2 separate regions of the Ovis aries genome follow, and region 1 is linked to region 2. Evidence: chromatin contacts called from public Hi-C data. All regions are on one chromosome and are shown on one strand. The core of a region is the stretch at or near the end of the contact, and the rest is flanking DNA. Distances in the headings are between cores, read along the strand shown. Region 1 overlaps DST (dystonin). Region 2 overlaps DST (dystonin).

What was found. Hi-C and Micro-C count contacts between places; a contact is called where the count stands out from the background.
Region 1: a Hi-C map of liver shows a contact between it and region 2, with 2.8 times the contacts expected there. The contact joins two enhancer-like sites. A contact is called at or near these places in 4 of 16 Hi-C or Micro-C datasets (hypothalamus, liver and mixed tissues).

What each region holds. Positions count from the first base shown.
Region 1 is chr20:3,661,065-3,668,064 of ARS-UI_Ramb_v3.0, forward strand. The region is part of intron 5 of DST (dystonin); the gene reads left to right. Among named protein-coding and RNA genes, the nearest start is that of TRNAG-CCC, 77 kb to the left of the region's middle. Within about 2 kb of position 3,942, at least 13 of the 54 cell types and tissues checked have an H3K27ac peak or open chromatin away from gene starts, as enhancers often do. A contact at or near this core is called in liver, where this site is marked.
Region 2 is chr20:3,592,127-3,598,290 of ARS-UI_Ramb_v3.0, forward strand. All of the region lies in intron 4 of DST (dystonin), which reads left to right. Among named protein-coding and RNA genes, the nearest start is that of TRNAG-CCC, 8.0 kb to the left of the region's middle. Within about 2 kb of position 1,920, at least 2 of the 54 cell types and tissues checked have an H3K27ac peak or open chromatin away from gene starts, as enhancers often do. A contact at or near this core is called in liver, where this site is marked.

The DNA.
Region 1 (7,000 bases), core at 2,692-5,191, 71 kb after region 2:
CAGGTGTTAAGAATATCAGTGTGATAAAGTGACTTGGAATTTGGAGGCAATGACCGATTGTTTCTTCATCCAAGGAGCTGTCTTATTTTTATCTGGGGACTGGTTGTATTTACTTGAGTTCATCTCCAGTTTCTAATAGTTAATTTGACCTAACTTACAGTATTACCTTACCAGAGAGTCATTAAGTGGGGGTTTATGGAGGAAATACACATTTCTTGAACTAGTTGTAAGTTTTGGTCATGTCTGTAACTTAAATTTAAAATGAAAGTTAAAATTAAAAAAAATATTTTAGGTACTTCCCTGATGTCCAGTGGTTAAGACACCTCCAATGCAAGGGACACGGGTTCAGTCCCTGGTTAGGGAACTAAGATCCCATGTACTGTGACGTGGCCAAAAAAAAAAAAAAAAGAGTACTTCTAGATAAAGTTGGGCAAGAAAAGGAAAAAAAAAGTTAAACATTTTTTACATGATTTCTATTGAAAAACACGTGCAATTCTGTTTCAGAACTTTTCAAGTAAAAGCTAGAATTTGAGAAAACAGTGGAATTTGTTAAAAATGTTGGTGATAAAGGAATAGGACTTTGACAGTGGAGCGTGGGCTCCGTATGTCAGATTGGATCATTTCGTGTGTTTAGAACTTGGCACCTATGAGCTCACATTGTGCATTGCTTTAATAATAATACTCTGCAGAGCAGTCACTATCTTGTTACAAGCAGTAACAAGCAGTCTTGTTACATCGCTGTAGTCACACGCTTACATCTGTATCAATTTCATTTCCCCGACCAGCTCATTGATTATTCTTTGTCAGTGCTAAGTGACTCTGGCGCCTGCTTTCCTTTTGCCCAAACTGTAAGAAGGTGAACGGGAAAGAGATGAGTGTCAAAATGCAGGTGATTGGTGTCTTCCCATTTCCTGGTGTTATTATTGAAAACTGTCCTTGATTTCTTGAAGTGATAAATGGTTTAAAGAAAGACGTGTGTCAGGTATGAGCCAGGTGGGCCCTGGATAAATTGAAAGGAGAGACCCACATCGTCTGGCCAAGCATCCCTGCCTTTGACCCTCAGTGACTGTCCTGCACCTAACCCCCACCCTTACCCCACCACCCCTTGTAAAGCTCACACGGAATGGATGATACTAACGTCTTTGTGAAAAAGGCTCCTTTGTTTGATGTTGTAGTACGGAGACTCTTTAGAATACATCCTTAATGAAAACCAACCCCCAGACAGTGGGCAGATACACGATACTAGTATGTAGAGTAATTGACTTCTGAATTTTATTTTTCTCCTTCAGTTACATTATTTATAATTGTTCAGCACCAAGACATAATACAGTTCTGCAGCCCATAAAAGATCTGCAGACCAAGGGGAACACCCATGCAAAAACAGATTTTTATCTGTCTTTCTGTTGTAAAAGGGAAGAACTGGAAGGAAAAGGAGACCCAAATCAGACCAAACTAAACCAGAACCAGCCACCCAAACCCCAAACAAATTATTACAGAAAATAATTTCATCCTTTAACATTTCTAAAAGTTGAAATCTTCTTTCATACGTGTTCCTATGACAATGGTAAAACTATACAGAAGAAAATATAAGAAGTGCCTGGGTTAAAACCATAATCGAAATGCTCCCAAATCTTAACGTGTTTATCAGTAAGAAAGATGACTTTACTTAACGACCTACCTCGTAATGAAAGACTAGAGAAGACCATTTTTTTTTTTTAATTGGTTGTCGATTGTCCATCTGAAAGCTTAAAAGAGAAGTCTTCTTTGTCTGAGAACTAATCATGTCCTTTATGGAGTAGACAGATTATTTGTACTACTTGGGGCCAACAACTGAGTTGTTTGAAACGCTTCCTCATTTTATTCGTTAATACCTTAAGATGTATGATGAATACCTTTATTTTATGGTTAGAAACCAGTGAAGGAGATAATTATGAGTGGCCTTAATGCCGGCCTAACATGCTGCCTAGAGAAAAGCATGACCACCTTTTTATTACATCAGATAATGATATTTACCCTTTAGATTTCCCTGAACCAGATTAGAATTTACAGTAATTTAGGAAGAGTCTGAGCTATGGGTTTATTTCTTCACCATTCTTGAAGAAATAATACTGATATAAGTTTGTAATAACCATTCAGAAAAGGGACCTACCAAAGCAAATGCAGTGTTTTAAAGCATTTCTGTGCATTTTTGAAGCATCAATTTACTTATCGATAATTGATGTAGTAACTTATTGGCAGGTTATTTTTATTTTTGAGGTAGGACTTGTAAGGAGCTCACCCCCAAGAATGTGGTTGATTATTTTTCCTGAATGTATTTGTTCAGAATCAAAAAATTGCTTTGAATAACATCTTCATTCGTAGTTTCTCCTGAAGCTGAGTCTCCCGTTTCTTTCCACCCAAGGCAGCGAGGTGCTCTGTCTTGGGGCAAGCCTTTATTATTTATGTGTCTTTCTAAAGATAGGGGTGGTTTGCCAGAGTAGCATGTCCTTCAGCTTTAGGACTGCCCTAAGAGGGGCCTGGCCATCCTCGCCCGTGGTCTGTTCCTTGCTGCTGGGGTGGGAGGCATCCCCTTTCCCTGGGCTCACGAGGGAGTGTGTGGCCCCCACCAGCGACCTTTCCTGCATCCTCGCCTATCGACTGGACCTTCAGCAGCTCTTTCTGGGTTTGCTCAGGATAGGATGGGAGCTTTCATGTTGCTCAGAGAAGGTGTGTCCTCATTCTGCTTGGGTCTCAGCGGCCGGCTCTGCTCAGGGCAGGCTGTCCGTACCCAGGAGGAGGTCAGGCCCCCACGCCCTACCCCTGCGCCCCATCCCCACTCCTGTCTCCTTGGCGTCCCGGACGCTGTCCTTCCCCAGAGCTGGGAGCTCCCTCATCTGGCCCCCTGTTCTGGTTCTTTCCTGCAGGTGGGACACTCCCATCTTTGGGGGAGGCCTTCTCAGACTCCCACAGTGTCTGTCCTCCCAGCCTGTGGGCCTCAAGAGGTGGCGTGTGCTCTTTATGCACCTCTGCACCCTTCACCTCAGTTCAGGGGCTTCCCTGGTGGTCCAGGGGTTGAGAACCCACCTCCAGTGCAGGGGTGTGGGTTCGGTCGCTGGTCGGAGAACTAAGACCCCAGACACCATGGAGCGTCTCAGCCCTCCTGCCGCAGCTACTGAGTCTGTGACTTAGACAGCCTGCCTCATGCAGTGAAGAACCACTTTTTATTTTTGTGGCCCCAAAATAAAAGCAAGGTGGTACCTTGGTGTATGAGGAAGGCTTAATAAATATTTGCTGACACGAACTGCAGCTCTACAGTAGTGCTAAGGATAAATATGAGAAGTGAGATTTTCGTCTAGATTGACATCAACCACTAAAAGTCAGACTTTTGAAAAAGGCATCCTTAAGCATTACATAAGCAACTGTGTTTATATGTCTGAAGGTCAACCCGATCTTCAAACTTGAATTTGATTTAGCCCATGTGAAATCAAGCAATTACAAGCTAAAGCAAAAATTCCAGAGTGCTGTTTTGAGCAGGTAAGCCATTTCAGTGATGAAGGCCTGGCATAGTCTTCTCTGCTCTCTGTCGGAAATAAAATGGGAATATTTATGTGTCATCAGCAGGACCTTGTTCAGGGTCTCACCCCACCCACTTCTCCTCTATTTCCCTTCCTTAGGAAGACTCCTCCGAAGCAAAAGATGAGCGCCCTCTAGGGGTGAGCTTGCAGGTGCAATGCAGGACCGCATTTTAAGAAAGCCTGCAAAATTCTGGGAGAATCCCATAGGATTCAAAAAACACAGAAAAAGATGCTTCATCCCTGTTATGTAACTCCAGTTATATAATTTAACCCCAGAGTGCTTTCAACTTGCTCATCATTTCCTCGAGCACTATTTATTCAGACAGCTTTCTGTCCCACAGGGAGAGACTATCCAAAATGAGAAGAATGTTTTATTAAAAAGTGAAAGTGGAAGGTTGACACTCTGGCAGTTCGCAGTCATCTGTGAAGGAAAGTTACTAGGCCACGTGTCTATGACTCAGACATTGGACAAAATAAAAGGCTTTTCTGTGGCAGCTGAACCATTTCCTTCTTTTTCACCCCTGATTGCTCACATGACTGGGTATTTCTCTAGGACCCCAGTTGCTTTCACTCACTTCACCCCATTGCCACTCCTTCCTCATAATACTATACTTTTTATTTTCCATAATGCTGATATTTAATTTTTAGTTGGCATTCTTTTTTTTATCTCATTTGTTTTGTGGTGAGGAAAATGAGCCGTTAACTTATAAAGCACTTACACAGGGTCGGGTCCATTTATGTATTTTTGTTTATTATTGTTAATAATGGTACATTTGTTTTATATGGAGTCATGAAGATGAAAATAATGGTATCTTACATTTACGTAGCGTCTTGCATATACAGTATTTCTCTGGAACCTTGGAATGACCCCCTGAGACAAGAAAAATAAACAGTATTCCATGATAAATAATGACTCAGCATGTTTTCAAGCATTACAGAAGCTGAGTTAATCTGTTTCTGTATTTCTTCCTAAAATTCTTAGCAGCTTTCCATTTTACATATTTTCTCTTTTAAGTTGACAGTGATTTTTTAAAAAATGATGACAGTTTTATTTTCAGGTCACAGAATTCTTGTTCTCTAGTTTGAACTCGAGGCCTCCTCTCTTCGGTCTTTTATTTTGCAGGTGAGAAAACGGAGGCCTCGAGAGGTTGGGCAACTGGTTCATGAGGCCTGCAGCAGAGGCATGGCTGAAATCCTTTTTCCCGCGTAATATGTTTTCTCTTTCCCTTACTTGGTTTTGCTTGGCTTAATCTTCTTCTTCTTCAAACATGCCTAATTTAATTTTTTTTATTGGTACATGAATGTGGTTGTGGAAAAGGACCCCTTGTGGTGGAAAGTTTCCCTCATGTCCATAGTTGGGTTCAGTCTGGCAGAGCAAGTTGTGAAATTGCTTTCATGTGTGTGTTTAGAATCATACCTCATCTTTTAAAAAATTGATTTCTAATTGATTTTTTAATTAATTGATCTTTTAAATTTTAATTGAAGTAAATCTACTGATCTATAACATTTTGTTAATTGCTGCTGTATGGCAAGTAATTCAGTTATACACACACACAGAGTTTTAAAAAATATCCTTTTCCATTATGGCTTAAAAAATATCCTTTTCCATTATGGCTTAAAAAATATCCTTTTCCATTATGGCTTAAAAAATATCCTTTTCCATTATGGCTTATCACAAGGTATTGAATATAGTTCCCTGAGCTGTGCAGAAGGCCCTTGTTTATCCATCCTGTGTATTAAAGCCTGTCTCTGCTAGTCCCAGCCTTCCACTCCATCTATCCCCCATGCCCCTGCCCCTTGGCAGCCACTGGTCTGTTCTCAGTGTCTGTGATCCTGCTTCTGTTTCTGAAAGTGAAAGTTTCTCAGTTGTGTCCGACTCTTTGCGACCCCATGGACTGTGGCCTAAGAGGTTCCTGCATCCATGGAATTTTCCAGGCAAGAATACTGGAGTGGGTTGCCATTTCCTTCTCCAGGGGATCTTCCCTATCCAGGGATCAAACCCGGGTCTCCTGCCTCCGAGGCAGATGTTTTGCTGTCTGAGCCACCAGGAAGCCGTGTTTCATATCGGTGCGCTGGTGTCATATTTTAGACTCCACATGTGAGTGGTGTCCTGTGGCCTTTGTCTCTCTCTTCCCGACTTACTTCGCTTAGTGTGATCATCTCTAGACTCATCCGTGTTGCTGCAGATGGCATTATTTCATTCTTGTTAATGGCTGAGTAGTATTCCTTTGTATATATATATATGACATCGTTTTCCATTCATCTGTCGATGGACATTTAGGCTGTTTCCATGTCTTGCCTATTGATCACGCTCATCATTAACCGTCCTGGAGTGAGAAAGACAGCGGAAGTGTATCTGGATTGAACTGTGGCTCTGGCAGGCATGGGTGTGCACAGGGGACCAAGAGCACGTGGCTTTCTTAACTTTGATTGTTCCTGCCCGGGCTGGGGCATCCTTACTGTGTGCCTGTTTCCACTGTCCCTTCTGAAGATGTCAGACCTGCATGATAGAGTTGTCTGTTTTGAGATTCGACAGCTGCCTCAGGGTCAAGAGATGCATAATATTGTTTATATAACTGTGGTCTCTCCTGTTCCTGCTCAGGCTCTCAAGAATTAGTCTACTTTCTGATTACATGGGAGATACTCAGAGGAGTATATTGATTTAGATGTACACATATGGATGAAATTCACAAGCTTAGCTCTTCTGCCTTTTTTTTTTTTTTTTAACTGAAGTCTAATTGACAGATAATATTGTATTGGTTTCAGGTATATGACATCATGATTTGATATTTGTATATGTTACAAGATGATCAAAAATTCTAGTTATAATACCATTCATCACCAGACAGAGTTAACTTTCAGGATTTGGTTTCTTGGCAGCTTGCAAGTACGTGATACAGTACTGTTGACTACGGTCCCCTGCTGCACACTGCACCCCCATGTCTCATTTATGACTGGAAGTTTGTTTCCTGTCATCTGCTTCTCCTGTTTGACCCACTCCCCAGCTCCAACCCTTGGCGACCACCATTCTCTTCTCTGTATCTGTGATCTTTGTTTTGTTTGCTCACTTGTTGTTTTTTAGATTCCACTTATAAGTGAAATCATACAGTATTTGTTCTCTGTCTGACTTATTTCACTGAGTCTAATTCCCTCAAGGTCTCTGTTGTTGCAAATGGCAAGACTGTGTTTTTAGTGGCTGAGTAACACTCCACTGTGTGTGTGTCATCTTTGTCCATTCGTCCACCCATGGACATCTTGTTTTTAAGTGGGCCCTTAGCCTTACGCTCAAGCTCATGGCTTGGAATGAGACTGCGTCAGTTCTTACAGGGCTGGGATGTGTAGCTAGAAAACTGAGTATCAGCACTCATTTCACATGTTTGCTTGTCTGCACACGTGTGTGTTATGTGTATCATAGATTTCTTCCTGAGAAGATCCTTGGAAATTGG
Region 2 (6,164 bases), core at 670-3,169:
TTCTTTGGCATTGCCTTTCTTTGGGATTGGAATGAAAACTGACCTTTTCCAGTCCTGCGGTCACTGCTGAGTTTTCCAAATTTGCTGGCATATTGAGTGGAGCACTTTCACAGTATCATCTTTCAGGATTTGAAATAGCTCAACTGGAGTTCCATCACCTCCACTAGCTTTGTTCGTCGTGATGCTTCCTAAGGCCCACTTGACTTCACATTCCAGGATGTCTGGCTCTAGGTGAGTGATCACACCATCGTGGTTATCTGAGTATTGAAGATCTTTTTTGTATAGTTTTCCTGTGTATTCTTGCTACCTCTTCTTAATATCTTGTGCTTCTGTTGGGTCCATACCATTTCTGTCCTTTACTGAGCCCATCTTTGCATGAAATGTTCCCTTGGTATCTCTGATTTTCTTGAAGAGATCTCTACTCTTTCCCATTCTGTTGTTTTCCTCTGTTTCTTTGTGTTGATCACTGAGGAAGGCTTTCTTATCTCTCCTTGCTGTTCTTTGGGACTCTGCACTCAGATGGTTGGTTTCTCCCAGGATAAAACATTTGGCTCCCTGTACTCTACAGCAGGACCCTGTTACCCATCCTGTATGTACCAGTTTGCATGGACTAATCCCAGACTCTGAGTCCTTCCCTGCACCACCCCCCTCCCCCTTGACAACCACAAATCTGTTCTCTGTATCTGGCAGGTGTTTTTAAGTGATCAGTTTAAGTGTTTTTCTTTGAATGGACAGATGCCTTTTTTCCTGCTGAAGAAAGTCGACATTGCTGTTGGTTGCCAGGGATCAGGAATTAAAGTCTCACTCAGACCCCGAGGGTCTTCTTCCAGACACTGGTAGTTTCTCTAACTGGGGTCTGTTGTAGTGGTGCCTCCAAACACCGTCCGGTCTCAGAATGCGTCGTCCTCCACCCCTGCGGCTCTGCTCTCGAGGCTGGCTGACTTCTGCTCCCCTTACGCCTCTGTCTCGACTCAGTCCTCAGTTTGCGTATCGCTCTTCTGCACATCCCTTGATGCCACAGCCTTTCCCTTGGTGCCCTGGCATAGGTCTCTGGCCTGTATTCTTTCTGCCAGATGGTTGGTTGGGATTCACAAGCTTTTCTTGGAAGTCGTAAGTCTTGCCTAATTTCTTCCTGCAGGGACGTCTTTCTATAATTCTAGGATGGTGGTTGAAGAGAACACTCGCATTTCAGTGATGCGATGCATTAAGTGATGGCATTTCGGTGTCCATATCTGTTCATATCTGTGAAGTGGAGACTATATTTTAAACCCAAAGTGGAGGAGGTGTGAGGTGGCAAAGGCGGTGGAGACATTTGGAAAGTCTCTTGTCGGTGAAAGTGGGCGCTTCCCCCCCGACCTGAGGAGCTTTGGGTAAGGCCGTGGGGCGTCCGGGTCATGGGGTCTCCGTGGTGTGGACCCCAGCTGCCTGCCCATGGTGAGCCAGGCTCTTCCTGTCCCGCGTCCGGGGCCGGCAGTCACGTGCGTGTTTGCTGGATCTGAATCTGTCGTCTTCTGCTTCTTCCCTTGCCCCACGTCTCCCCTAACATCCTTCCTTCCTCCTTTCTGTCCCAATTTTCTTCCCTTTTTTTTTTTTAACCAAATATTTGGATATCTCCTCTCTGCTGGAGAGTGTGCTTGCTGGGAGTACGAAGCTGGATGAAACAGGGTCCTTGGCCTCAAACGGCTGGGAGCCGTGGGGCGGCTGGCTGGGGAGCAGAGACCTGAGCCTGTGGCCCGGGACCCCAGACCAGCGGTGCCGGGGAGCAAGGCAGGCCCCGCCTATGGTGGCACCGAAGGCAGGGGACAGTGACCCGAGGGGGTGTCTGGCCAGGAGAAGACACGCTATTGCTGTTAACAGTGGTCTGATTGGAAATAGTCTTGAAAAGGTGCTGTTTGCTTTGCTCCTGCTGACTTGCATTTTTCAGTGTAGCCACTGGGGGGCGCAGGTCAGTTGGGCTGTTATTTTCAGAGAGGCTCCTGGAACCTGCCTGCAGTGTGGGAGACCTGGGTTCGATCCCTGGGTTGGGAAGATCCCCTGGAGAAGGGAAAGGCTGCCCATCACAGTATTCTGGCCTGGAGAATTCCATGGACTGTATAGTCCACGGGGTCGCAAAGAGTCTCAGACATGACTGAGTGACTTTCACTTTGAGTCTCCTGTCCAGGCAGGAGTGGTCAGACCAGGACTGTGTCCTTGTGTCTTTGCAGGGCACCTGGGACCGCGTGTGTGTGTGTGTGTGTGTGTGTGTGTGTGTGTGTGTAAGTAAGTATGTGTGTGCTTGTGCTGGAAAAAGTTTTGCCTTTAAGGAGCAGGTGGTTAGACGGGTGGGTGACTTCCTATTATTGAACTGTAGTCACTGTCAGTTCAGGTGGATTATTATTAATTTGTGTATTTATAGTGCTCAGTTACGTTAGAGGGGAGCTTCCATGATAATGACGAAAATATCCTCAAACCTTAGGTTTGTACTTACTCTGAGTACGTTCTGGAATGGTGAACAGTGTAGGTGACAGAGAATGAGAGTTCCTCGTGAGATTAGACCATGTGTCTTGAGGGAAATGGTAGTTTACAACGTGACCCCTTTAAGGCCTTCTCTCTCTCTCTCTCAATTTATTGATCGTAGAGAAAACCTGGGACATGTTGACTTGATCCAGGCAGAGAGAAGAGGCACTTTGACATAATTAGGTAAATGATCAGAGAGCTGAGGCCTGAATTAATGTTTTTGTGAATATGACTGGAATATTTAAGGACAAAATTAGAACACATGGCCACAGGTGCCAGCCATGTGCCAAATTCCTAAGGATAAACAAAATGGAACTACTTCTGTGAAGGTGTTACTCTCACAGATTTGTTTTACGCATGGTACAGGACATAGTAGGCATTAAAATAAGTCCCTGTTGAACAAATACAATAATCAAGAAAAAAAATCAACCTGGTTTTTTTCCTTACTGTCTTGTTAAGCAAACATTTTTGAATGAGTGACATTGAAAGAAGGGAGTCTGAGGAGTTAAGGCAGGGTTCCTGTCTTCAAAGAGGTATGATTGGGAGAGAGACACGCACAGAGGATGTTGGGGGAGGTGGTATGAGCTGTGAGCAGAGGAGACTGTGAGCAGGGCTTTCAAAGGCGGCTCTGGTCCCGGAGCCTGGGGGAGCTGCTTTTAAAGCCCGTTTTCTGCTGGGCGGTTTTTGCCGGGGCAGGGCAGGCCCTCAGACCACACAAGACGGCCCCTAAAGCTGCTGCTCCCTTTTGAGCTCTGTGAGCCTGTTTGAAAGTTTCCACGCCATGGCCTCAGGTTGACATTTGTGTCCTGAGGAGGCAGAAGATTGGGAAACTAATAGAAATTGCTTTGGGGGCTTTCAGATGCTCGGCTGTGAGGTCCATTAAGTAATCGTCAGTGAGTACTGAAAGCAAAAGCTGTAGTCAGTTCATATGTAAGTCAAGGTCCTGTATACAGTTATTTGCTAAAAGTGATGTTTCTTGAAGTGTCAGTGAGAACCCAGTTAATCCTTTTCCAAGTTGTTGGAAGGAATTTTAAGTGCTGTTATGAGAGTTCAAGCTTGCTTTCTTCATGGATTTTTTTTTTTTAACCTAAGATGCCAGGATCCCTGCCCATGCTCGTATGAATCTTTGAAGGTGAAGTGTAGGTATCTTGTATTTTTCAGTAGTTGCACAAGTAACTTTTCCAGCTTTATGGAGACGTAATTGACTGGTACCTTGGTGTGGTGTGAATTGAAGCGCGCTGCATGCTGACGGATCCTCTTGTGTGTTGCATGGTTGAAGGCATTTGGTACAGGGTGGCTCTGACTGCAGCAAGTAGTACATTTGCCCCCGACTCTTGTCTGTAGGACAGCAGTGAGATTTCCTGGACCCAATGCATCCTTCTTGTGATCAGCCCCTGGCAGCTGCCTTCAGTCTACAGGTGCAGTTGGGATCCCCTGTTAGTAATTAGCCAGAGAGAAGCCATTAAAAGAGTGTATTGCCATTAAGGCCCACGTTGACTTCTGATCTCATCCTGCCTCCAAGAAACCTTGGGATTTATGGAAATCTCTTTAATCTCTTAAACTTAAGTTTAATCTCTTAAACTCTTCTTTAATAATTTTTTTTTCTGTTGTATCATTTTGTCATTTTATGTCATTTTAGTAGGTTTCTAATATTACAATAGAGAATGATCTTAACATTTGGACCGTGCAGAGGAAGGGATATATGAGAATTCTTCATGTGACTTTTATGACTTCTTTTTGGTAAGTCTGAAATTTCAAAATTGAAAGCCAAAATAAATAAAAGCTGCATTTTAACATCAATAAGTAGATTTGTAATACACAGTGTACTTTTTCATGCATTAAGCTGGATTTTACTTGAATTTAGGGAAGGATTCTGTCACTTTTCCTGTGTAAGAAATTAAGACAGTTACCTCATGAAAGTCCTTTTTCTGCAGTCTTGTTTGAAAGTGTCATCTTTCTATAGTCAAAATCCCATTTAAAGCATGAACTAGTCTATATGTTTGTTTCTGTAAAAAACATGTTTATAGAGAACTAAGTACATCCTGTTTTTTTCTTTTTGTAGTAGCTTTTTTGAGATACAGTTTGCATACCATATAATTCACCTGTTTAACATGTACAGTTCAGTAGTTTTTACAGTATTCATCGAATTGAGCAACCAATACTATTATCACATATAGAATATCACCCCCCAAAGAAACCCTGAACTCCAGAAGGGTTGATCCTTCAATGAAACGCTGTTGCTATGATGGAAAGACCAGGGATGTAGGAAGGATGTGATTGACAGATGGCGTCTGAATGAGGCACACTGTATGTAGGAGAACCATCCTTCGATTTCACTAGTATTATTGGAACCATTACCACTCTTTGATTCTTTTTTCCTTAAAAAGGTAGTTACAGGAACTTCCTCGTGGTCCAGTGCTGAGGACTCTGAGCTTCCAAACAGGGGCATGGGCTCTGTCTCTGGTCATCAGGGAACTAAGATCCCACAGCATCTCCAGAAAAGATAGTTATACTGTGTGCTGTATTGGTATTTATTTGCCTAGTGGGTAGATTTCAGACTAATCTATATCCAAATTCTGTGTCTGCAGGATATGTTAAAATTTTCATTTAAAGGTTCTGAATTGATATGCCCTAGTCTGTTGGAGTTGGGTTTGTTTTGAGTCCATCTGTCACGGCTCAGAGGACCATCTTTACGTATCTTTGTGCGGTGGTCTTCGGTGAACTCCCACCTTCTTGTGGGTCGGAGCCCATGGGGTGGCAGGGGCCCGTGTGACCTGTCCATCAGCTCAGCTTCTGCCTTCCTCCTTCTCACCTTTTCTTCCTCCACTTTCTCCAGTGACTCAGTCACTGAAGTTGTGGTAGCTTTTTGGTTGAGCCATTTGGATAAATAGCCATAAATTGCTTTATTTCTTAATAAAGGTCTTAAACCTTATTTAAATACCAGGCTTCCCTGGTGGCACAGCTGGTAAAGAGTCCGCCTGCAGTGTGAGAGACCTGGGTTTGATCCCTGGGTTGGAAAGGTCCCCTGGAGGAGGGAACAGCTACCCACTCCAGTATTCTGGCCTGGAGAATCCCATGGACTGTGTAGTCCATGGAGAGTGTAGTAATTCAAGTCATTGTAATTCTGTTTAAGAAAGCAGGTGGAAACGTTTCAAAGCTATAGTGCATATGTTTCTGATATATAGGGCCTATTGTCTGCCTATAAAAACAGGGGCACTTCTTCCTTTGAGGGTCTCCTCCTGCACAGAATAAAAGGGGTTGGCTAATCACTTATCCTGCGGTGGCTGACGAAGTGGTTTTGTAGACTTTCGTCACTGTACTCATCAGCCCATCAGCAGCGCCCACGGAGGCCTGGGAGATTCTCCTTTGTCTCTTTGCTAACTTATCATGGCAGAGATGGCCTTTCAGCATCTGGAAATAAAGGGATCTCCCATCACTTTTGGGCTTTGAAAACTGTAGCGTGTAAATTGCTGTGCAAAGTCATCACTTTCAGTTTGGAAAGCAACACAAGTTTGTTGCAATAAACAGATCAAGACACAGTTGTTTCGCTCTCTGTACCATGCTTTCCCTGTGATAACTGTGCAAATGGTTTATTTACACTCTCCCTTCAGTTTCTCATAAAATGTATGAAACCATGCATTCACACCTTTTAATTTCCACACACACAC